2 separate regions of the Zea mays genome follow, and region 2 is linked to region 1. Evidence: chromatin contacts called from public Hi-C data. All regions are on one chromosome and are shown on one strand. The core of a region is the stretch at or near the end of the contact, and the rest is flanking DNA. Distances in the headings are between cores, read along the strand shown. Region 1 holds the start of LOC100383196. Region 2 holds the start of LOC100384299.

Region 1 (2,623 bases), core at 68-2,567:
TTATATGATGAATAAGTCGCGCCTAAATAAGCCACCTAAATAAGCGAAAGCACGTATGTTGCCGATTATAATTAGCACTAAATAAATGTCACTTGTGTATAGCATTTGACAACACACAACTTTGGAGTCATACACTAACAATACAAATGAAAATCCAAAAGCTCATCCTCCCATAAGCGATATCCTTGTTTATAGGGCTGAATGAAATGCTCGTGGCTCGTTCGGTTCGTGGCAAACTCGGCTCAACTCGGATCGACTCGTTTGAATTTTTTCATGAGCTAAGCTGACATCCTAGCTCGATCCATTAGTAACCCAACTCGGTTTATTAACAAGCTAGCTTGCGAGCTAAACGAAATACCACATTTGAGCAAAACAAAACTATATACATATTATTTATGTAATAATTGATGAATATGTATGTGTGGTGTCTATGGCCTATGCGTTAAACTAATGATTGATGGACTATTTCTATTTGTTAAATTAATATATGTGAATATAACTGTGGGTTAACTTGATGAACATGTATGTGAATCGTGAATTGATTAGTGATGTGTTATATTAATTTAGTGTTACATTGATGTGGTTTATGAAACAATGAGTATAATTACTATTTTCTATTATTAAATTAGTTTAAAAATAACTAAAAATTGATTATATATATATATATATATATATATATATATATATATATATATATATATATATATTATTTTTTTTACTCTGACTCGCGAGCTAAACGAGTCAGCTCGAGTTTATAAGAGCTAGACTAATATAGACTCGTTAGTTTAATAAGCTGAGCCGAACCAGCTCCTTAGCTCACAGCTCAAACTTAAACGAGCCGAGTTAAACTGGTCCGATATCGAGCCCGCACAAAAGTACGCGGTTATTAGTACAACAAAGCCCACACCAGAAAACAACAGTAGCGATGCCGAAACAAGCCGATCAAAACCAAGTCTATGTAGTACTACAAAGCAGCACAGCACAGAGCTCCCCGTCGGACTAGCATGGAATCCTCAGCCCTCGGCAGTCGCTGGCACCAATGGCCGGCTGACAGCGTGCAGTGGTTCCAAACCACGTCTCCCTCGGGCTCACCACCACTGCGAACCCACCTCCTCTCCTCTGACCGCCGGACCAACGCGCGGAGACTAGAGCGGCGGCCATCGCTCGCTGCTGCCAAAAGCACGCAGGCACCCATCGTAAAAATATATTCTCACCCCGCCCCTTGGCCCTTGCCCGCGGGGGAGAGACAGGCCCACCCACGCTCCCGGGCCCGGAACGAGATGGGTGGTGAGCTCACCGCTGCCTCGTGGTGGGCAACGCGAGGCGGCCGAAACTGACACACTCCCTCTCCGCTCTCTCTCTCTCTCTCGCAGCCATGCTCACACACACACGCAGGCAGCAGTCACGCTGTGGGAGGGGCAGAGAAGCGAGCGACACAGGAAACTGACGTCGCTTTTGACGGCCTGCTACATAAATCCCCTCGCCTGCCTCCCTTCCCATCTCCTTCCCCGCAAAAATCGCCCGGGTGCCAGGTGCGCGGCGCAGGGAGGTCGCGACGGATTCCGGGCAAGTGCATGTGAGATCCGATGGTGGCGGCTGCAGCGGCGGCCGGCGGCGGTGAGTGCGTCTGTGTCGCTCGCTGCTGGTTGCGGCGCTTGAGTTGAGCCTCCTCCCCTCCGAGGGGGTTTTGGGTTTGTTTGTGACGAGGTTTTGCTTGCCTCATGTGGCTGGGCCTGGGCGTGCAGGCGCCGACGCGGGATGCGGAGGCGGAGGCGGAGGCGGAGGGAAGGACGCGCTGTTCGTGGAGCTGTGGAAGGCCTGCGCGGGGCCGCTGTCCAGCGTGCCGCTACTCGGGGAGAAGGTCTACTACTTCCCGCAGGGCCACATCGAGCAGGTGAGGCAGCAGCTGAAACGGAGGGTGGCTTTGTTGTTCCCGTTGATGTTGCCGCTGCATCCCCGCGTGTTTAGAAGGGGTTTTGGGATACCGGATACGCGTGTGCGCACGCGTCGGAATCTTCGCCCGGATTTCGCGTGGTCGCAGCGGATTCCGGGGTTTGGGCGGGGTTTATCTAATCCGAGCGCGACGGGGTCCCGGATTCCAAATCCTCGTCGTCCGCAGCTTGGGGTTCGTGGTTCTGGTTCCTGTGAAGCCCCCGCGCCTTTGCGCGGAATCGTGGACTCTGACGGGAATTGTCTGGCGGCTTTTGCGGGGTTCGTTCGCATGTCCGCTGCAGTGCTGCAGCCTGCGCTGGGGTTTTGCTTCTTCTGATGTGGAGGGTTCGGCATTTGTGTGCCATGGGCGATTCGGTGCCTCGGAATCCCATCCGGAAGGAGGGTCTTCTGATTTGGGCTATTTTTTCTCTCTCTAGGTTTGCCAGGTCGTCGGTTACTTTTGCTGGTCACTTCAGTGAGCTCAGATGAAGTTTTTTCATTTCATTTCATTTGACCCTAGAGGCTTGGTCTTTCTTTAGTGCCTCTGCCTCGAATGGTATTAGGGATCAGCGCCTTTATGGTTTTTTAATGTTATCCAAAGCTCCGCAATTTTTTTACTGACATGGGGTGGTATGCAATGATTCCTCTTTCTAAGATTCTGCTTGTTTCTGCTGTGCTCTCAGGTGGAGGC
Region 2 (2,623 bases), core at 86-2,585, 780 kb after region 1:
TTTTTTCAACCCGCTTTTTCTATTCCTTAAATGCACCCAGTATTTCTAAATACTCCTAACGTTTCGCCCAATGCGTTGCCTTTCCTGCTCCGTCCATATCAACCTTTTTTATTCGAACTCAGTCAACCGATGCAGGATGCAAGCAATGATCCAATCGTATCCTAGCTAGAAACCTAATCTTCCAATCATAACGTGATGTGATCTTGTGGCGCACGCACATCACTACATGGGCAACACAGCCGCCACGCCAGCATTCGTGTCATCAATCGGCAACCCTGACCATCAACTGCTCATCGCCAAAGAGGTCCAGATGGTGGTTCGATCATCACAGGGGCAGGCAAGGACATCATCAACTTCCTCCTTGGCATCATCGCCATGCTCATAGGCGGCAGCGTCAAGCTCGAGAGCATCTACACTAACTTGCTATTCCAGTTCTAGATTAGGGTCTTCATTTGCTTGTATGATAACATTATGGTATCTTACTACCAGTGTTTAAAAGGTGACTAGGCGTCCAGGCGAGTGTTGGCCTAAACGCCACTGTTTCCAAGGCGAGCTAGGTACACCTGAACGCCGCGGTGACGCTTTGAAACACCACTGCTTAAGACTGGTTTGTGATCCAAGGGATCCCCTGTGTTGCAAACAAGTTAACATAATGATGAGCTATTTTGTATTAACCAACGAATTACGTTTCACGATGTAACAACTCTGACAGGTGATCGCAATGACCCTACGTCCGTATGGGAGCGTGCAAATTAATATATCTCTGCTTTTTGTTTGCTATGTCGTTATATCCATAATCACTAGTGCATTTTCACAAACTATATCTGTGGTGCCAACTTGCGTAAGGGCGCGCCATAATCACTAGTTGGGAAAACAAGCCAAAGATTCAGGAAGCATCAATCGAACCAAAATGAACCAGAACCACGAATGGGTCGGGGACAAAAAAGAAAGGGAGCCCATGAGGTCTCCCCATAACGCTGCACAGAACGTAAAAGAGAAGGATGGTAGCCGACCTGCCAGAGCCGCTTGAGGCGCTTCTTGGCGTTGTTCTTGCGGGTGGTGGTGAGCTTGATGCGCTTCCACAATAGGCCCGGGGAATCGTTCCGCTTGACCACCTCCAGCGCCCGCGTCGCCCAGAAAGCGCCCCCCACCATGCCCCCGCCTGCCATCGCTGCTGGATCGGTTGGCCTCTTCTTCCTCTTGTTTATCGCGTGTCGGCGCTGGCGGCGGCGGCGCTCGGAGACGGGAGTGAGCAGGACGGGAGAAGGGTTTTCGAAGGGTTTGGGCTTCGGCCTTCGGCCTTCGTCGGCCTACGGATAACGAATTACGGGTATTGGGCCCTGACCGCGTAATCCAAGGGCTGCCCGATCCAGACTAAGCCTGAAAAGGTCTAGTATGATTGAATTTCAGATCGGGCTGGTTCTTAATTATTAGGGGCCGTATCGGGACTGCCCTTGGGTTTAGATCTCGATTCGTGGACGTTATGGTTAAACGTGCCAGATCTATTTTGTGCGGTTCGAAATTGTAAAAAAAAATCCAATATCAAATTCTAGCCTAAAAATCATATAGAGCTCAAAATTCATATCAAAACTGAAATTCAGTTCGAAATTCATCATAAAGCCCGAAAACCAAAACACATATATAATTTAAAAGATATTAACATTTCAAGTTGTATAATTTAAAAAAAAACAAAGAACATGAAACCAATGGGAGTGAACACCTCATCTGCGTGATTAAGGGCCCGTTTGGCAAAGCTCCAGCTCCTGCTTCTTTAGCTCCAGATCCTGATTCTCGTGAGAAGCTGATCCTCCTGATTCTCCTAGAGAATCAGAATCATTTTTAAAACCGTTTGGCAAGTAAACTGATTTTTGTCTACTTTACCCTTTGCAGTTCAACTTTGTTACAAACCAATAAGTAGGATGCATATACAGAAAAAAAATCATGAAAAAATAACATATAAAATATTTTTATCATAGTAGTGCATAAAATGGTCTCAAATGTTTAGTCCATAAATTGGCTCGTTATGTTTTTGTCCAATAGCAATTGCGGGTAATTTCGATCAAACTTTAAGGGGAGGTCCATATTTGGTTGGTTGAGGAGCTGTTTTAAGGGAGGGTGGAGCAGGTTTTTTTAGATCCCACCTTTCTTCACAAAAACGACTCCCAATCTTTTGGCTCCACACGAGAATCAGTTTAAAAAAATACCCGTTTGGCACGGCTCCTCCAGATCCTCGCTTAGAATCAGGAGCTGGAGCTGTGCCAAACGGGCCCTAAGTATGCTGCTAGCCAAATTAGAGCTCATAATTTCCATGATCAGACACGGATGACCAAATGAATATGGGTCTCTTCGTGTCTGTATATGGGCTATTTTGTGTCTCTGTAAACGGATCGTGCTCGTGCCCGCCCGTAGACCGTGACCTCGGTCTAAGCACAACCTGATGCATAATTTTGGGTCGGTCCGATCCAAAATTATTTCGAACGGAACCTTGCTTGGACAGTGCTTTTTTGTGTGCTTTAGACCAGTCCACCATATCTGTACTAACTATTAAGGGGGCAGTGTAGACTGCCCCCGCCTACGAATTCCACCCGCCGCTCCGCCTCCCCCGCCGCGAAACCAGCCATCA

Evidence for each region. A called contact is a pair of places that touch in the nucleus more often than the background predicts.
Region 2: a contact with region 1 is called in a Hi-C map of ear, with 4 times the contacts expected there. The contact joins the promoter of LOC100384299 here to the promoter of LOC100383196 in region 1. A contact is called at or near these places in 4 of 25 Hi-C or Micro-C datasets (bundle sheath, ear, leaf and 1 more).

What each region holds. Positions count from the first base shown.
Region 1 is chr10:13,672,682-13,675,304 of Zm-B73-REFERENCE-NAM-5.0, forward strand. It overlaps LOC100383196, which reads left to right and starts at 1,318. Exons shown (of 14, transcript NM_001175858.1): 1 at 1,318-1,617; 2 at 1,746-1,894; 3 at 2,616-2,623. The coding sequence starts at 1,587.
Region 2 is chr10:14,455,177-14,457,799 of Zm-B73-REFERENCE-NAM-5.0, forward strand. LOC100384299 reads right to left here and starts at 1,336. Exons shown (of 3, transcript XR_559901.4): 1 at 1,014-1,336.